2 separate regions of the Hordeum vulgare genome follow, and region 1 is linked to region 2. The links are chromatin contacts, called in public Hi-C maps. All regions are on one chromosome and are shown on one strand. The core of a region is the stretch at or near the end of the contact, and the rest is flanking DNA. Distances in the headings are between cores, read along the strand shown. Region 1 holds the start of LOC123395435 (poly [ADP-ribose] polymerase tankyrase-2-like). Region 2 holds the start of LOC123398877 (peroxidase 24-like).

Region 1 (4,398 bases), core at 647-3,146, 210 kb before region 2:
GCGAGCGGCGGCCATCTCTGACGCCCCCCTTGTGTTGCATTGCAGCACCGACGATGGACGGTGCTGGCCTCCCCTTGCGTGCTGTGTTGTAGCAGTATGAGCGACGCCGTCTCCAACATCTTGCTTTGTGTCGCATTGCAACCCCGACGATGAGCTGCAGTGCAATCGTGGCAAGGATGCATCGCGTCGCCCCGTCGTTTGGAGCAAAAATAGATGTTGACGCGGGGATGCACCGGGAGGTGGTCGTCGTTGTTCCTCTCGGTTCGCTACAGCGATGGGTGAGTGGTTGCAGTCTTCACAAAAGCCATCTCGTGTCTCAGTGCGACGAACAAAAGAAAGAGATAGGAGGGGAAAGATGAACATGAGAACCTACGAACGAAGAAGCGCGTACGAAGAGATAAGAAGAGGCTAGAGGGGAATAGGGACACGTGTTGACTAGTGGACGCGGTTTACGGAAGGAGAGAATCAGTCGGTTGAATTAAGGCCAACTTCAGCGGGCGACCCTATCTTGTCTGCTCGCGTCCATTTTGGGCAAAAGGGACACACCACGTGGCCCAGCGCGCGGGTGCAAACGGACGTTTGTCCGTTTTCTGTCCGCTTTTGACCCATTTCCGGACCAAACTTGGTCCGATTTTGAGGTGAAAGGGACAGCGCGCGGATGCCGCACAGACGGGCGGGACGCGCGCGCTTGTCCTCCCGTGGCCCGCCCGTTGGTGGCACAAAGCAGCACGACCTTCCCGCCCCATGCCCCATTCCAATTCATTTCCCCCCAAAACCCTCCCACGCCCCGCCCTCCCCTCCGCCCGCCTTGGCCAATCCCCCGCCGAATTCCGATGACCCGACTGTCGTCCCGGCCACCAAGGCGAAGAAGAAGAAGGCGCCCAAGGGTATGAAGGAGACGCGGTCGGAACTCACGTCGGAGGAGATCGCAAAGCTGGACGTGGAATCGGCCAAGAGGCGGAACCGGCGGGCGGAGGCGAAGCGGAAGGACGCCGCGTCCGCGTACGCCATCGAGCATGCTGCGTTGGAGGCCGCACGACAGAAGGCCGATGCTTAAGAGAAGGAGGCCATCGTCAGCAAGGCGCACGCCCTCCTCATGATGAGGTTGTGCCGTTCGATGAGCTTCTCGGTTGCGCCCGTCGGGCCGGCGAGCACATGCTCGTCGGTTGTCCGGCCTTCGCAGTGCCGCTCCACGACGTCGTCGACCACACCATTGTCGCCCGGTTTCCCTCCGCCCACGTGCCAAGCCCATACCCGTTTATCGGGGTCGCCAGAAGTCAGCGTGATCGCGCCGTTCATGCCGCGCCCCCTCGGCCGTCATCGACCTCAACGTCACGCCGGGTCGTGCAGCGGCGGCCGCCCGTCCGTGGAGATGCAAAGAAAGCAAGCCGACCGTGTTGCCGGCCGCTGGCTGTGTTGCCGGCGAGGACGTGTAGGCTGGCCGTGTTGCCGCGTGATCTAAGGCCGCTTGCGTGAACTATGGGCCGTGGCTATTCGAATGCTTGTGTTTGAAAATGAGGCGGAGAGGATACGGCCAAGGATGCGTCCGCGTGTTGGGCGCACGGTCACCGTATCCCAGAAATGACCCAAGCACGACCCCATTACCCGTTCCAAACGGACAGAATTCGGACAAAACGAATGTTTGGATGGGGTCGCGCGCTGAAGTTGGTCTAAACACGTTTGCTTGTGCAAAAGGCGCCGGTTAAAAAAAAGATTTAGATTGATGAACAGAGGAAAGTAGTGTTTCCACCTATCGTCCTCGCAGCGGATCCACCGGCCACCCGACATCGCATTCGAGTCTCGAGCATCAGGTACCCACCGAAAAGATAAAGAAACTAGAGCAACCTCACGTGACACGGAAGCAAAACTAGCGTGACACGCGTTAACATTACTAGCATGGACACGTGAGGCCCACTCGTTTCCCGTGCACTCCACGAGCCCCGTCTGGCGCCACATACCACCGCCTGCTTTCCCCTCCCCCTACCCAAATCCTCACTCCACTCGCCCCGCCCAGCCCAGCCAGATCTTTGGAACCTTCAGCAACCCTAGGGCCCCAGCGAGAGGGCACTGCCTCTGCCGCCGCCATGGCCCCCAACCCCGCCGCAATCGCCCTCCTGGCCGCCCTCGACGGCAATCTCCGCCTCCTCAAGAGTAAGTGCCGTCGTCTTTGCCGCTGTCTCCTCTTCTATCTAGTGTCGGATGAAATGCTTTTTGATACCGGCGTCTCCATTGTCCCGGACACTCTCGTCTAGTAATGCTTATGTAGCGTGGTCGAATCTGATGTTCTCTCCGGTTAGTTTCTGAAAAAAACGGGCGTTAGTTCCTTCGGCTTTGTTCTTCAAGTTAGGCAGTAACCACCTTTTTTTTTTAGACTGCATCTGCATGTATAGATAACTTCCGTATCTAGGTCGATCTGGAGCCTCAGACGGTGCAAATATCTCCTCAATCCACCACGCTCCTCAGAATTTTCATGATTGTGTTATTTGATTTTTGTTGCATCTGCAATTTCTCTATGCTAGAAATGTCCAAGAAGATGGATTTGAGGCAAACAAAGGACCCCAAAGGGCTAAACGCACTCCATTTCGCTGCAAATAAGGGGTCCCTGGAGATTTGTAAGTTCCTGGTGGAGGAAGTGGGGGTCGATATCAACTCCGTGTCAAGCGTAGGTAAAATCTGTGCACCAATAACAGGAGGCTCGACCTTGATTATATCAGTACTTGCTGCTGAAATGCTGCATTCTCCTTGTAGGTGCAACACCGATGTTTTACGCTGCACTGAAGGGAAATGTTCAGGTTGCCAGGTATCTTCTAGATCATGGCAGCGATCCGGCAAAACCTAGTGAGAGGGGCTTAACGCCGCTGCACAATGCAGCAGAGCATGGTGCGTTCCTCATTCTTCATTTCACTTAGTCTCTGAAATAGATGGAAGGCTTACAGGATAGTACTAGCTTACAAATGTTCTTTATACTATGTAGAAGCTCCTTCTCTGCTTAACTTGGCCTTCATTATATATTTGTTGTGCCTCTAGGTCATTGTGAGATTGTAAGACTGTTGCTGTCCAAAGGAGTTGACGTGGATGTTATCAATTACCGAGGGACACCATTGCACATGACTGCTGCAAAGGGTCAGCATCAGGCCATGAAAATTCTGCTGGAGCATGGCGCTGATGTAAGCTGTTGATTTCACACCTAATCGCATTGCATGCACAGTTCTAAATAAAAAATAAAATGCGAAAATTAGTTACCTTTAGCTTGAAGATGATGAAATGGTTCGCTCTGGAGATGCATCAGAATACTTGCTGGGCATAATTTTAATTATTCATTCGCGATTCATTTGCCTTACAGCCCAACAGAGTAGTCAATCATATCTTCTCACCACTAATGATGGCATGCTGTGGGAACTCCTTGGAATGCATGAAGCTACTGATTGAGGTCCGGTAACTTGTCTGCTCAATTTAACGTATTTATGTTTGACTAGTCAATTATGTCGACCTCTAAACAATTGTTTGGAGCAGAATGCAGGTTAAATGTGCAAATCCTATCTCTAAAGCTACCTTCGCATTTTGTATTTTCAATTCAATAGGCTGGTGCTGATGTGAATGGTAATAGTACCTCTGGACCAACTCCTTTAACGGGGGCAGTTGATGATGGCTCAACTGAATTCGTCAAGTTCTTGCTGGAGGCTGGAGCTGACCCTAACATTCCTAACCAGGTAAAATAGCTGCGGCTTTGGTGCTTCTGTTTAGCTATTTTAATGCTTTCATGCTCGCAGTCTTGCCTCCCTTGCAGACCTATGGCTGCATGGGAATCTATTATGCTATTACTAAGGTATCCCGATCAAAAAGTTGTGTTGTATACTCACTATAGACTGACCATGTGTCAAGTATTGTGCCACCAGTGTGTATGATCTGAACCTACCGGTCTGACGATTTTAGCGAGTGCCACGATTACTCTGAGCCTAACAGAATCACAACACTCGATGAAACTTCAGAAGTTCAGAGTGATGTTGCTACATCTTCAAATTTTGTTAGCTTCAAAATTCTAATAGTCTAATACGGCCATCAGGATGAATTGATGAATAACTAGTTTTTATGATATTTTGCCGGCATAACATAGCACAGAGAACTAGGGTGAATTGTGCCTGCCTTGCCTTGCAATTCATGATTTTAATCATCTACCAAATTCCTTTTTCATAATGTTAAATCTTCCATTTTCTATGCTGTATCGTATTACATCTTTTGATTTTTTTTCCAACATAGCACGGGGATATTCCTATAAAGAGAGCAGCTGTCCGTGGTCAACGCGAACTTGTTGAGCTTCTGTTTCCTAGGACAAACCCAATTCCATCTGTGCCAGATTGGAGTGTTGATGGGATAATTACAACTATGAAATCTCCACAT
Region 2 (4,417 bases), core at 1,702-4,201:
CTTTGACACAATCTTCTCGCTGTCAATCTTCTCGAAATGTTACCGCTCCGACCAGCCACAACCTCACCGGGACATCGGATCCCACGGGAGCATGCTGTCCGGTTCGCACCGGCTATCCAAATGTCTAAATATCATCCTTGTTCATGTGAATTATGTTCGTATTTTTGTTTCATCCACTTCAAATGGGGGGATAGGTGATGGTCACGCCCGAATGTGTCAGTACATATTTTTTCTTCGATAAAGGACATTTCACTGCATTGATTTATCAAGGTGATACAGCCACATCAAAAGAATGCCCGACCTCTGCCTAACATGATGCACACAGCCGACAAGTCCAGAAGACCAAAAATAAACATTGTTTTGTAGCAAAAATAAATCAATCCAGCCTAGGGTGGGTTAGATCCTACCCACAGATTACACCGCCATCCATGGAGGGAGAAAACCTCCCTAATTCTACGCTCAAGTTGGGTAGACGCCATCATAAAAAGGTCTCTGTCCTCCGTCCTCTACAGTATAGACCAAGTACGGAGCCATCATGTACATGCATGAATAACCTGCACTAGAGAAGAAACACATTTATTATTAAAAACCACATCATTCCTGGTAAGTCACAATGCCCAGCATAAGACAACCGCCCCACAAGAATATATGCAGAAAATTGTTTATCAATACCCCGCAATCAATTGTCAAACATGTTACGTGCACTACGTGGGGGGTATAGATTGGAAGCTACTTGAACAATGGCTCATGCCGCCCGAACGAACTTACACTCAAAATATAAGTATTTAATAGACTCGCCATGTTGGCAAAAGACACATGTTTTACTACCTTGCGAGTTACACCGTGCCAGGTTATCTCTAGTTAAGATGAACCCTCTGCTTAAAAACCGGAGGAATATCTTCACTCTTAGAGGTATTTTTAGCTTCCATAATTTTTTGTTATCAACGGGCCGGGAACATCACTATGAAACATTTCATCGTACAAGGATTTCACTAAGAAACTGCCATTCCGATGCAGCTTCCATCGAAACTTGCCCGGCTCGCTTATCAGTTGAATATCCACTAGATGAGAGAGTAATTCATTCCATGCTACTAGGCAAGGGCCAAAGAGGTCCATATGAAAAGAAATATCGGGGTTTTCTTGTCCCAACACTTGTTTGATTGTAGAAAATTTATGTCTCATAATCCTATACAAGTTAGGGTACACTGCACCATAAGTGGGATGGTCCTAGCGAGGTATCTTCCTAGAATTGAACCCTAACTGAGAAAATACGAAATTGAAAAAGAATTCCTTGGCATTCGTGACACCAAACCAAAAATGTGAATCACCGGCTTCCCAATGAACTTGAGAAATAGCTTTGCACCCCACGTATTTATTACGAATGATTTCCTATCACACTCCATTTCCAGTGAGTAATTTATATACCCATTTACTCAGAAGAGAGATGTTTGTTTTATCTCGAGATCTTGAATTCCAAGCCCCCCTTGACTTTTGGGGCGACATAATACATTCCACCTAGCCAGCCGATATTTCTTGAATTTATTATTGCATTGCCAAAAATATTGCATCTAAAGTAACCGAGACACTGAAAACCCCCTTTCGGTTAGCGAAAGAAAGACAACATGTATAGAACCATATTGCTAAGGACGAAATTGATCAAAATAAATCGTCCCCCATATGACAAGAGTCTGGCCTTCCAACTGGCTAGCCGTTTCTCAAGTCTCTCTTCCACATACTTCCACTCGACGATAGTTAAGCGCTCATAGTGAATCGGAATATTGAGATACCGAATCGGGATCTGTCCGAGATGGCAGCCAAGAATGCTAGCATACTCAGTTGTCGACTGTGCAGCGTCTCCGAAGCAAAAAAAGCTCTCTCTTATGAAAATTAGTTTTAAGACCAGATAGCTCCTCAAATGCATATAAAAGCTACTTGAGGTTTCTTGCTTTGTCTAGATCATTATTTATTCATAAAAAGAATAATGTCATTCGCATATTGTAGAATAGACAAACTTTCTTCTACCAAATAGGGAATAACACCATTAATCTGACCGACCACCTTAGCTCTCTCAACACGGATAGCTAACATGTCGGCCGCGATGTTAGATAAAAGGGATAATTGAATTTATGTCCCTAATTAGATCACACTCGGCAGTTTTACCCCTAATTTCTGAAAACACTCGTTCCCGCCCAAACCACTTTCTTCGCTTATGCTTTTGCCCTTTGACTATTTGACCGTCACTTTAAAAACTTCATAAAATGTTCATACTAACTCAGAAAAAATCAAATAAGATATCAAAGTGTTCACAAAAACATCACCTATATATGCATGCCATTTGCATTCTTGATAAAAAATGTTGGAAAGTCACCATTCTTTATTCAAATAAAACTTAAATGGGGTCTTTCCAACATTTTTGTTGTGAATGCGAATGGCATACATATAGGCTATGTTTTTGTAACATTTTAATATCTTATTTGATTTTTTATGAAGTTTTTAAAGTAATGATCAGACGGTCAAAGATTTAGTTATCCGCGTTGGAGTTCCCCTTGCACTTCGGATTTGGTGCATCGCATCGTCAGTTTTGTAGGCTAGCTATTGTTTGTTTTGTACTAGGAGTACTAGCTAGGCAGTAGCCTTGTGTGTATTACGTGTGATGCGCGGTGGATACCGTCCCTGTACTGGCGATGGCCAACTAATTCCGTTGCTCGGAGCACTCGAGCGGGTAAGGTAGGTAGCTAGAGGTTCGCTGTTACCCATAGCTGGAGCGGCACGCGTTTGCACCCAACCAAGGTCCGTCACGCAAAACGTCACCGGTTCGGTAGTCGATGACAAATCGGACGGCTAGCTGAGCTGCGATTTCTACTTGGGACCTCACCGCACCGGCCGAGATGAATGCCGGCGGGCGCACGCTGACGCTGTGGCTGGGCTTTATAAACCTTTAATAAGCGCACACAGGCACAGCCTTGCCACACACCCATGAGCAGCTGAGCTCCCATTATTCTCACCTGCCGATCGCTGTGTCCATCGCTCTCTCGCCACCATCACTCGCGTCATCCTACGTACGCCGGCTTAGCTAGAGCTATCTCGATGACCAGACCAGCGCCGTCGCCGCTGCTCGTGTTGGTCGTGCTGGTCGGCGCGCTGGCCGGCGGACGCGAGGCGGCGCTGCTGAAGGCGCACTTCTACAGGCCCAGCTGCCCGGCGGCGGAGGCGGTGGTGCGCGACATCGTGCTGGCCCGCGTCGCCGCCGACCCCGCCGCGCTGCCGGCGAGGCTGCTCCGCCTCTTCTTCCACGACTGTTTCGTCAGGGTACGTATGTACAGAAAAAGGCGCTCACGCTCTGCGCGCGCATGGCTGACGGACGTCGTGCTGATTCGTGTACGTAGGGGTGCGACGCGTCGCTGCTGATCGACTCGACGGCGGGCAACACCGCGGAGAAGGACGCTGCGCCGAACGGGTCGCTGGGCGGCTTCGACGTCATCGACACCGCCAAGGCCGTGCTGGAGGCCGTCTGCCCCGGCGTCGTCTCCTGCGCCGACATCGTCGCGCTCGCTGCAAGGGACGCCATCTCCTTCCAGGTCGGTCAGTCGTCGATCGTGCTTGCATCACTCAATTACTACTTAATATGCATGCATGTACGGCTAATTAGCTACTCCTAATTATAAATGGAATACGCTTAGAGTTGACGCGCGTGCGCTGCATGCATATGCAGTTCGGTCGTGACCTGTGGGACGTGCAGCTCGGGCGGCGCGACGGCGTGGTATCCAGCGCGTCGGAGGTGCTGTCCGACATACCCTCGCCGTCGGATAACTTCACTGTGCTTGAGGCCAAATTCGCCAGCAAGGGCCTCGACGTCAAGGACCTCGTCATCCTCTCGGGTACATACATATCAAGTCAACATCATTAAGTTTACTCACACACACAAAATAAAAGAAAAAGATAACGCCCACACGTATGGGCGTTTGTAAACCGTCCACACACATGGATCTCCGTCCGTTTAGGGTTGCACTAATCTTTGCAAATTTTATATACCACGTATGATCGGGTCGGTGTGTGGACGTGCATCCTCTTCGCCCGCACGTCCATTGTCTTTCGGATTGCTTTTGCAGTGCCAAGCCTGTGTGGTGGGTCGACGTTTGCGCCCACACGCCACGCAATTTCCCTCAACTACTGCATGGCAACTACATGTGCATAGTTGTTGTTCAATCTGCATGGCAACTATCATGAAAACTGACAGCAACTGTCAGCAAAGTGGAATGGCAACTGCTTTTCATTCCATCTTCTTTGGCTGCTCGTCGGCATGGCAACTACTCTCCCTGCATGGCAACTATCGAATGTGTGATGAGAGCGCGGTGCCAAGCCACGGTCGTGCGGGCGATCGGCCCAGCCAAGTGGGATGGCAACTGCTTTTTCATTT

Evidence for each region. A called contact is a pair of places that touch in the nucleus more often than the background predicts.
Region 1: a Hi-C map of leaf shows a contact between it and region 2, with 6 times the contacts expected there. The contact joins the promoter of LOC123395435 here to the promoter of LOC123398877 in region 2. A contact is called at or near these places in 3 of 6 Hi-C or Micro-C datasets (leaf and seedling).

What each region holds. Positions count from the first base shown.
Region 1 is chr5H:134,326,233-134,330,630 of MorexV3_pseudomolecules_assembly, reverse strand. LOC123395435 (poly [ADP-ribose] polymerase tankyrase-2-like) reads left to right here and starts at 1,896. Exons shown (of 11, transcript XM_045090436.1): 1 at 1,896-2,151; 2 at 2,520-2,666; 3 at 2,749-2,880; 4 at 3,028-3,167; 5 at 3,344-3,430; 6 at 3,582-3,710; 7 at 4,258-4,398. The coding sequence starts at 2,085.
Region 2 is chr5H:134,117,770-134,122,186 of MorexV3_pseudomolecules_assembly, reverse strand. LOC123398877 (peroxidase 24-like) reads left to right here and starts at 2,951. Exons shown (of 4, transcript XM_045093322.1): 1 at 2,951-3,309; 2 at 3,387-3,578; 3 at 3,713-3,878. The coding sequence starts at 3,088.